2 separate regions of the Mus musculus genome follow, and region 2 is linked to region 1. The links are chromatin contacts, called in public promoter capture Hi-C maps. All regions are on one chromosome and are shown on one strand. The core of a region is the stretch at or near the end of the contact, and the rest is flanking DNA. Distances in the headings are between cores, read along the strand shown. Region 1 holds the start of Trim58 (tripartite motif-containing 58). Region 2 holds the start of Olfr317 (olfactory receptor 317).

Evidence for each region. Capture Hi-C pulls out chosen DNA fragments and counts their contacts.
Region 2: a contact with region 1 is called in a promoter capture Hi-C map of pancreatic islet. The contact joins the promoter of Olfr317 here to the promoter of Trim58 in region 1. A contact is called at or near these places in 27 of 484 Hi-C or Micro-C datasets (the 4T1 cell line, the AML12 cell line, B cells and 16 more), 2 of 115 datasets of contacts at active chromatin or transcription factors (embryonic stem cells and pancreatic cancer cells) and 3 of 9 other capture datasets (adipose tissue, liver and pancreatic islet).

The regions. Positions count from the first base shown.
Region 1 is chr11:58,637,804-58,643,317 of GRCm38.p6, forward strand. It overlaps Trim58 (tripartite motif-containing 58), which reads left to right and starts at 2,662. Exons shown (of 6, transcript NM_001039047.1): 1 at 2,662-3,081; 2 at 5,236-5,331. The coding sequence starts at 2,665.
Region 2 is chr11:58,730,137-58,735,650 of GRCm38.p6, forward strand. It overlaps Olfr317 (olfactory receptor 317), which reads right to left and starts at 3,087. Exons shown (of 1, transcript NM_001011769.2): 1 at 1,960-3,087. The coding sequence starts at 3,027. The coding sequence ends at 2,044.

The DNA.
Region 1 (5,514 bases), core at 1,412-3,911:
TCTTTATTCTGTTCATATTTGTTGAATGGCCACAGGCTCCTATCATCCTGTAAAATTTGTGTGTGTGTGTGTGTGTAGCTCTAAACAAGATTGAGGGACGCCCTCAGTACTAACGTAGCTAGATTCTGATTCATCCTTCCTTTTGGGTTCCAATTTCTTTATCTTTCTCCAATTGCATAGAGTTGCTATGTGGAAAACCTCTACTAAGTGTGTGGTACCTATTGAATACTCCGAGGAACCTTAGAGAGAATGACTTTAACACCATCATCCTTGTATGTGAGATGAAATGCAGCAGGGGGCACAGACACCGTCTGCCCCAAGGCACTCAGTAAGAGCCTCTCTGTCTGTAGCTAGCCTTACTTTGCTCCCTCTAAGCCTTCTGCCCTGCTTTCTCCTCTGATGTCACCATCTTTAGTGTTTTCTGCATTTAGTTCTGAAGACTCTGTTTCAATTATCCACTTAACCCCGAGACAGATGGCCTCGAGAACACTTTGACCCTGCACACCATCAAAGCTCCAAGCCAAGCTTTGCCTCATAGTAAAGCTCTGCGAACCTCGGAGGAGCTTGCCAGGTCCTGAGTCACCAGCCGGGCCACTCCTTGCAAGTTTATTTGCTATTGTTTGTCAGGACCAGCCTTTCTGGAGGCTTCTTAGTCATCTGGATGTAGCCAGCCCCTCTGCCCAGGACACTTGGGGGGGGTCACACAGCTTGGAACAGGCACTTCGTCATTGCCAGCTTGTCCTCCTCTGTTAGCTCAGAGCCCTTTGAGGTCCAACCTCTGTGGCTGCATGTTAGGGTCCCGTGCTATGGTCCTATGGGGGCTAGAAAGGAGCATTTCTCCTGGTTAGTACTTGTGTTAGCCTGATTCTGAGATGGTTTTCACCAGCTGAGCACAAGGCTCCTGGAGGGATGAGGTCCAACCTCCAGGCTTTTCCTCCCACCTTCGTATCCAAGACTGCCCCGAGACTCAAGACTCCCAACACACACATATATAATGGTGACAGATGGATAAATGTGCCAGCCACCAAACAAACTGACCTTCAGTAGAGTCACGGAGTATTCAGGTGACAGACATTAACACGTCACCTGAACAGATAGACTCACCCCAGTCCTGCCTCCTCATGGGACCAAGTCACAACACATCTTCAATGAAATCAACTTACTCCTACATAATCGCCTCAGCCTCCCTGTGTCAACAAGTGCAGTTTTCATGGGCTGGACTGGAAATTGTTCCTTTCAGAGGCTGGAGAGGTGACTCGGTGGTCAAAGAGGACTCGCTGCTCCTGCAGAAGGGCTGAGTTCTGTTCCTGACACCCATGGCAGGTGGCTCACACGCATCTGAAACTCTAGCTCCAGGGGATCCTGTGCCCTCTCTGGCCTCCTCGGGCAGGAGGGCACCTATTATACTGTTCTCATCCATGCTGGGCTGCCCACCTGCCATTACCACACACGTCATCCTCGCATCTGTCCTTCCAGTGGTATGGTAGTTTATTTCTGAAAGTAGAAAATCTCAAGAAAGAAAGACTGAGGAAAAAATAAGTATTTTTTCCAAGGGTGTTTTTTGTTTTTGTTTTTGTTTTTGTGATTACAACAGAAGTTCATGGTACCATTCAGTAATAGTGGGGGAAGAGGGCAGGCGTGCCCCACATTGGCTGATGTGGCATGAGGGACTCCTAAGAGGCAGGCTTATTTCTGATTTTGTCCTACTAGCAGGGCAACTACCCCCAGCCAACTTCATGTGTAATATGCACAGATAGACTCAAGAGCTAACCCTAAGTCTGCATGCTTCAGGAAATTCCGGGAACTTTTGTTAATCTTACATTTGAGGTTTTTCCTGTGTGGGTTGTGTGAGTGAGTGAGTGTGTGTGTGTGTGTGTGTGTGTGTGTGTGTGTGTGTGTGTGTGTGCTGCCACTCCAACATGGAAGCCAGACAACAACTTTTGCCAGTTAGATTTCTTTCAACCATGTGAGTCTGGAGAGTCAAATTCAGGTCAGGTTTAGTGGCAAGCATCTTTGCCATCTTATGGGCAATAAATAAATAAATAAATAAATAAATAAATAAATAAATAAATATTACTGGGGAAGGCAACTTTGTTGGTCTTGATGGTATAGTCCTATCATTCCAGCTATTTGGGATGCTGAGCCAGGAATAGGGTGTTCCAAGTCAGACTAGGTGTCAGAGTGAGTTCAAAGACAGCCTGGACTACAGGTGAATTCAAGGCCAGCCTAGGCAAAATTGGTAGATCTCCCATCCCAAAATAAGAGACTGGGGGTGTTCCTCAGTGGTAGAACTTGCTTGGCTTGTGTGAAGCGCTGGGTTCCACCCATACTACAAAATCATGCTGCAAGCTTCAATAGCCTCTAAATGTGAGTTAGGGTGGCGTAAAAGCTGCATTATATTAGACTCAAAATAAAGATAGGGAAGGAAAGAATAGGAAAAAAAAAAAAAAACAAAAAACAAAAAACCAGAAGAGGAGCTGCTGGGTTTCTGAAGAGGTGACAGTCATTGGACTTGTTGCTGTCACCAGGAGTGGCTCTTTTTGGCTGCTGGATCCGGGCCAGCCCAGGCGATAAAACCCTCAGGGCCTGTTCCCCTGCTTTTGGGTTTCCTTCCTTCTATGCAGACCGCTAGGGTAATAGGAGCTGCTGCCACAAGCTAAGGCCATGGCCACGGCACCCGGGGAGCGACTGCAGGAGGAGGCGCGGTGCTCCGTGTGCCTGGACTTCCTGCAGGAGCCCATCAGCGTGGACTGCGGCCACAGTTTCTGTCTGCGGTGCATCTCGGAGTTCTGCGAGAAGTCGGACAGCGCTCAGGGCGTCTACGCCTGTCCCCAGTGCAGGGGTCCCTTCAGGCCCGCCAGCTTCAGACCCAACCGGCAGCTGGCCAGCCTGGTGGACAGCGTGCGGCAGCTGGGGCTGGGCACGGGACACGCGGGGTCGCGTCAGTGTGCGAGGCACGGTGAGGACCTGAGCCACTTCTGTGAAGAGGACCAGACGATGCTGTGCTGGGTCTGCGATACCAGCCCTGAGCACCGGAGCCACCGCACAGAGACGCTGCAGGAGGCTGCCAGCCGCTACCAGGTGAGCCTCAGCTCAGGTTCCCGTGTGGAAATAGGGAAAACACTGAGGCTGATGACCTTGGAATGTGAAGGGACATGTACCATACAGAGCCAAATGGTGCTATTGTATAAGTAGTAACTATTAACTCCCAAGCTCTTTCCTTCTCTGGTCTTCCCCTCTCCAACCCCCACCCCCTGCCCCCGTTCCCCGTTCCCGTTCCCCGTTCCCCGTTCTTACTGGCTCACATTCCCCGAAGCTGGGGTGGCTTTCGCCCCTGGGAACCCCGGGGTTGGGCATAGGCTAAATCCTGCCTCCTACTATAATGGGCCTCTGGTGTAGCACGTGGGAAACTCCCTTTGCTGAGCACAGACTCGGAGGGGTTTCCTACTGCTTCTTGCCTCTGTGTGTGTTATCTGGGCATTGGCAGAAGGCTGCTTTGCTCACTCATCTTCCTCTGAAGTTGCTGGACACATTTTAAGAACATTTACGTTTCCATCTTCCGGAACAACCAGCACAAGGGACACCAGCGTGGTTTTCCTTCCTTGACAAGCTTGACCACGGAGTTGCACAGAGCACTAACTTTCTTAAGATGTTTGCTGGGTTGATTTTCTCTAAAATTATAAATTAGGTGTTTTCCTCAACTCGTTGAAAAATCTCTCTTGATTTTACCACTTGCTTTCCTCAACTTGGTAAAAATTTGGGCACCAGTTATTTCCTAATCAGATTTAAAAATTATGATCCCACCTGCTTAAGTCCTGAAAATGTCACACAGACCTTGGCTAGCGATACATTTCTGATACTGTTTTCTACAAATATTCTGTAGGGCTTTTGTTTTCCTCGATTAAATGCCAAATAAACATCGTCTAGACCTCTGGGCCAATCAGCTGCAGCTGCCTAGGGCCCTGTGCAAACTGTGCTCAGCTCTTATCCTAACCACACAGACCCAGTGGAATCTGCCCTGTCACTGTTGTACCTAGCCCTGCTGTGCTGTTTGTCACCTCTTTGGTGTGGCCCCTGGTTTCTTTGGGCTGGTGGGGCTTTACTCCATCTGCTGAGCCAAATTTTTCAACAGCAAAGCAAATCCCAGCCAGTCTGGTCAAGCACTACCCTGAGTTCCAAGGCTATTTTATGTGCACGCGCTACACAGCCCTATAGTGCCCGCCTTTCAAGTATGAACCGTGCGTGTGCAGGGTTTATGGAGTAGCTTTTATGGCAGGGTTCATACATTTTTCTTTCCAAAGCATATTTGTGCATGTGTTCTCTGCCATCAAGTGTTCACACGTGCCTCCTGCAGGGTCCTGGTGCTGAAAGGAGACAGCTCCTGCTGCATCCTCTCCACTCCCTGGGTAGGGCACTGGCTGCCAGCCTGACAATCTGTGAGACTGATCCCCAAACCCACATGACGGAAGGACAACTGGCTCCTGCAAATCGTATCTATCCTCCATATTTGTCTCTCGCACTCTTGTAGGTACACACACGTACACACACACATACACAATAAATGTTTTAAAGCCCTTATACTAAGTGGTAAATAAGAAATTTCATCACCCTTCAGTCTATCAATAGCAGACAGCATTTCCTCTGCTGCAACATAGTTTTTATATATTCACTCTAAACATTTTTTTCAAAATTGGCATTATATTTTATAAAATACAACTATTTGTCATTATAATTGTATTTCTGACTACTAAATATACTACAACCCCTTATTTATACTCTATTGTTACTTTCTCTTTTTCCCCCTTCCCTTCTCCCTCTTGCTCCAGCCAGTTTCACTCCAGCCACCACTTGCCCCTCCCCACAGCCCTCCCCCCCCCCCCCATCGCTCGGGTTCCTGCTCACCCTGGCCCATAGGTATTTTATTTGTTTCTCATTCCAGATGGTTGTGAGTCATCATGTGGTTGCTGGGAATTGAACTCATGACCTCTGGAAGAGCAGTCAGTGCTCTTAACCACTGAGCCATCTCACCAGCTCATACTTTGTCCTTTTGATTAATTATTGGAAAGAGTGACCTAATGACAAATCTTTAGGCACATCTTGGTGTCAGGCACCAGATGAGGAAGGCGTCTGCTGACTTTCGTGAGTCCAACAGTCAGTTGGTTCCTGGCTGATCTTTGTACATCTAAGCAAACTCTAAGGCCTGAGAGAACACAATGGTCTTGTCTTCCCAAACAGAGGATGCTCCGAGCGTCTTTGGAACTTGTGAAGAAGGAAATGGAGGAGGCTCTGACCCAGGAGGCCAACGTGGGAAAAAAGACCATCATCTGGAAGGTGAGACAGAACTGTGGCTTCAGGGAGCTTGCAGGCCAGTGATGTGAGGTCAACTCTCTCCCACTTGTGTTCCAACTCATTATTTTCTCCAGAAACGCATCATAGTGCCTTCCTGGGCCAACCCACCCCTTTTAAAATCCTCTCCATATGACCTGACTTAAGTAAGTAGTCTTGCTATCCGAA
Region 2 (5,514 bases), core at 1,837-4,336, 93 kb after region 1:
ATCACAAAGGAACTCACACAATATGTACTCACTGATAAGTGGATATTAGCCCAGAAACTTAGGATACCCAAGATATAAGATAAAATTTGCTAAACGCATGAAACTCAAGAAGAACAAAGACCAAAGTGTGGAAACTTTGCCCCTTCTTAGAAATAGGAACAAAACACCCATGGAAGGAGTTACAGAGACAAAATTTGGAGCTGTGACGAAAGGATGGACCATCTAGCGATTGCCATATCCATGGATTCATCCCATAATCAGCTTCCAAATGCTGACACCATTGCATACACTAACAAGATTTTGCTGAAAGGACCCAGATATAGCTGTCTCTTGTGAGACTATGCCGGGGCCTAGCAAACACAGAAGTGGATGCTCACAGTCAGCTATTGGATGGATCACAGGGCCCCCAATGGAGGAGCTAGAGAAAGTACCCAAGGAGCTAAAGGGATCTGCAACCCTATATGTGGAACAGCAATATGAACTAACCAGTACCCCGGAGCTCTTGTCTCTAGCTGCATATGTATCAAAAGATGGCCTAGTCGGCCATCACTGGAAAGAGAGGCCCATTGGACTTGCAAACTTTATATGCACCAGTACAGGGGAACACCAGGGCCAAAAAGGGGGAGTGGGCGGGTAGGGGAGTGGGGGGTGGGTAGGGGGGACTTTTGGGATAGCTTTGGAAATGTAAGTGAGGAAAATACCTAATAAAAATTGTTTTTAAAAAGTCAATGATTAGTAAACTGTTTCAGAGTTGTTTCTAATAAATAAAATAAAATATTTTTAAAAAAGAAATTAAAAACAGGGTTGGCAAGATGGCTCAGTGGGTAAAGGTGCTTGCTGCCAAGCCTCTTGATACACACACACACTAAATAAAAGTGATCAAAAAGAAATTTAAAACAAGCAAATGAAATGCATTTTTAAGAGAAGTTGTGTCCTACCTGGGACCAGGTTACACGCTGGTGAGAACTTACCCTTGCTGTTCCATTTGTTAGCTTTGCTGTAACATCAGTTACTGCTTCATTACTGTGACTAAGTCACTAAGCTTTGATGAAGAAGTAACGCCCAGAGGCTCAGGGGTTCTGATGGTTCTGATGGTTCTGTCCATCTTGTCAAGAAGGCATGGCCAGCCGAGGGGCTTCTCACCTCAGGGCAGCCTGGAAACTGCAGGGAGATGTGGCTGCCTGCTTGTTTCTTCTGTCTTAGTCTTGTTAACCGTCTGGGGCACAGAGACACACTCAGGGTGGGTCTTCCTCCTCAGTTCGTGCTCTACAAACGCCCTCTCTGAACCACTTTGAGGTGCCCTTGGTCTCCTGGTTTCTAAAACTAGTCATGCTGACAAGGGAGATGAGTGAAAATACTCTTTATTGATTGGTGGCTCATCATGGGATAGAATGGTAGGGAAACAGGTAATGTTCAGGTCATTCACAAAGCACATAGTTTGGGACCTTACACAGGATTATAGAAACTCCAGAGGACGCAGATCAGTGGAGAGCTGTCCACTAGTGTAGATCAGATGCAGTACTGCAGTGCTACCCAAGCCCTCATGTGGAGTGACATCCAGACCAGGGATGCCTGCCCTCCATAGCCCTGATATCAAAGGGACTTATGTGGGGACATGGGGACAAGAGAGCATGATGCTTATGCCTTACCTGTAAGACCAGCTACCCACAGTCACTCTCCACTAATGTCCCTAATGTAAAAAGTGCACAGAAGGCAACTGTTGTCGCCTTACCTTACCAGGAGATCACATCTCCGCATGTACAGGATAACACTGCACCAGCCTAGGGACAAACCATCAGATCTGCATCTAACATGGGAAAATCTGCTTTAACCACAAGGAAGAAATTTAAAACACACACCATCTTCATGACTACCAAATCTCAGAACCCTTTGCAAATCCAGTAACGTGCCTGTGTTTTCCTCTGTGGTAGAATAGTCAGAATTTCCCCCAAATCACTGCGGAACATTTTCTCTGCCCCCTTTCTTTCTCATTAGATGTTAGCCTGAGAGCCTGCAAAGTTCTCTCAGTATTCAGTGCCATCCTCACCAGGACAGCTTCCCTCTGGTCCATCTAGAACTAGCCCTTACTTTCCCTGTCTCTCGGCTACCCAGGAGCAGCCTTCTGAGCGCCCCCTTCACCTCCTTGTTCCTGAGCGTGTAGATCAGAGGGTTGAGGAGAGGGGTGACAATGTTGTAGAAGAGGGTGAGGAACTTGCCCTGGTCCTGGGAGGAGCTGTTCCCCGGCTGCATGTACATGTAGATGATATTTCCGTAGAAAAGCGAGACCACGGTGAGGTGCGAGCCACACGTATTAAATGCTTTCTGCCGTCCTGCAGCTGAGCTGATTCGCAACACCGCTCTTACAATGTAACCATAGGAGACCAAGATGAACACCAGGGGCGACAGCACGATGCCTATTGCCAGGATGAAGGCAATGCCTTCAACGACAGCTGTGTTGACACAGGCCATCCTGATGAGAGCTGGCATCTCGCAGAGGAAGTGATCCACCCTGTGGTGCCCACAGCGGGGTAGGCTGAGAGTTGCTGGAGACATAGCCAAGGAGTTGGCCACACCGCAGCTCCAGGCCACTGAGACCAGGCCCACGCAGAGCCTGGGGCTCATGATGACCATGTAGTGCAGAGGTTTGCAGATCGCCACAAATCGGTCATAGGCCATGACAGCCAGCAGCAGGCACTCCACACCCCCCAGGCCCAGGAACAGGACCAGCTGCAGAGCACAGCCCACATAGCTGATGGTCTTGTCCGGCCCGCTGAGGTTATAGAGCAGCTGTGGGATGGAGCTACTGGTGAAGCTGAGGTCCAGGAAGGACAGGTGTGTGAGGAAGAAGTACATGGGGGTGTGAAGGTGCGGGTCCAGCCTGGACACCAGGATGATGGTGCTGTTGCCCAGCAGGGTCAGGAGGTAGGCGGGCAGGAGGATGGCGAAGAGGACCCTCTCCAGCTCAGGCCGGTCAGAGAAGCCAGTAAGGATGAAATGGCTGAAGGTGCTGTCGTTGGTTGCTCCCATCTCTACTGCACCTGAGGAAGACATCAATACTGACAGTGATGGGAGAGGACAGAACTTCCATTATTTATTACTTGTTTAGTTCCAACAAACATGTAGTAACTCTGACAGATAAACAAACTGCGTCATGTATATGGCAAGTCAGCTGTAATGCGGAGAAGCTGGACAGGGTTGTCTTTGAACCTAGCAATTGATGCTTTATTTCTGCTTCACTTGCTCTCATCTTGCCTCTAATTCCATGAAGCAAGAGATGAATTGTGCTGTGGTCCAGATTTTGATTCTCTCCAGACCCACAATCCCAAGCTCCTGTCCAAAGGCAAAGAGCACAAAATCCAGCCCTGCATAATCAACCCACAGCATTTGAACATGCCCAGCATCCAGCCCTGCATAATCAACCCAGAGTATTCAAACACGTCCAGCACAGCAGATGGGAAATGTGGACGTCACCCATGTGAGCCCACGTGGGTTGGCTCACACACAGATGTATTTGAAAATAAATTTGCTGGGCTTTTTTCCTAGAAATTTTTGAAATTTTGGTAATTCAAGGACAGACTGGTGTTACTAGAAATATCTTTAAATATTTTTTACAAATGTATAAACTTTATATATGTGTGTGTATATACATATATATTATGCATCTCATAATCTACTGCAAAATATAGAGAAATCTACTCTAAACCATTAAAGTTTATCAAGATTGACAAAACCCATCTAGAGCACCGTTCCCAGCAGAGGGAACTTCAGTGAGCAGCTGAAGCACTGCACCACATCTGGAGCAAACGAACCGTGCTTTGCTTGGGACCCATGGGACACATTCTGTCCTTTTGTTATTTTTAGTGAGTTTTGGATCTCTGGATAGAGAATGGTGTAGGAGACAATGGGTTATCAGTAAAACCAGCGGCTCATAAGACCTCTCTCTGGGCCTGCTGCCTAGACAGCATGCTGCTTGTTTTTCTTCCAAAGTACATAGGAAATACTCCTTAAAGAAAAATGGAATCCTAATTAAAGTTTTGTTTTCATTACATTTGTGTGTGTGTGTGTGTGTGTGTGTGTGTGTGTGTGTGTGTGTGTGTGTGTGTTAGCTCACCTTTGCAGGTACAAGGACAACTTTTAGGAGTCAGTTTTCTCCCTCCATCATGTGAGTGTGGGGGATCAGATGCAGGTCATCAGGCTTGGCAGCAAGTCCCTTTACCCACTGAGTCTTCTTGCCAGCTAGAACAAGAAATGGAGAAGGCCCAGGGTCCAGGTTCAAATCCTGCTGGGAGAAGATTGGTCAACCCACCTCACAGCTAAATAACACATGCATATCCCTTGCCTCTGTAGCACATTACAGGAAAGACAGAGAAAGGAAGGTTCTATCTCAGGTGTGGTCAAAATGTAAATAAAACCAATTTCTCTACCAATTGCCATCCCCTAGTCTCTTTGGCATTCAGGAAAGCTGAGGTGGCCTGCATGCCCTGCACCAGAGCTGCATAGATCACTGAAAGGCATGAGACATTAATCCATTCTTGCATGCTTAGTTAGAGTTTAAGCTGACATCATAGTTCTTAAGAGATGCCTACTTCTCTGCACACACACCCAAGGCTGTACATGTTGCTTTAATAAAAGAAACCTGTTTCTTTTACAGGACTGAGAATTGAGTGTTTTCTCTTTGCCCCCATTAATCTCATGTGAAGGAATCTGTCCTGCATTTTTGACCTCCAGTCAGAGGACACATACCCTCCAAAGCATATTCACAGCATCAAAAGACAGATGGTCCGCAGAAAGAGTGTGTGTGTGTAGTTAATAACTTCTAGTTAATGACATTAGTTATTTAACAGACAATGGTATTATAAATGGGGAAAAAAGCAATTGCTAAATTCAAATGAGCATAGGCATGTGACATTACTTGAAATTTTGACTACCCAGATATTGTAAATTCAAATACATAAAAAACAAACTATGGGGCTGGGGTTCACTTTTGTCTAGCATGCATGAAGTCCAAGTTTCATCCTCAGCACCATCTGTCACCATATAAATGAAATGTGGTGGTTCATCACTGTAACCCCAGCAGTCAGGAAACAGAGGCAGGAGGATTAGGAGTTCAGGGCCATCTTTGGCTACACGTCAGACTCAGAGCTATCCTTATCTACACAACAAAGCAAAATGTATTGTGAGAACATACACATAACTAAATAATAAGTAACATCTCTCTGTCTCTGTCTCTCTCTGTCTCTGTCTGCCTGGCTTTCTTTCTCTCTCTCTTTCTCTCCCTCCCTCCCTTTCTCCCTCTCTCTCTCTCTGAGACAGAGTCTCACTTTGTAGCCATGCATGTCCTATAATTCACTATGAAGACCAGGCTGTCCTCAAACTCACAGAGATCCTCCTGCGTCTACCTCCCAAGCGCTGGAATTAGTGTATGTACCACCATGCCTGGCAAGAAATCATTTTTTCCAAAATCATTCCTTGGCATATTTCTAAGTACTGTATGTCATTTGCAGATTTCTCTTA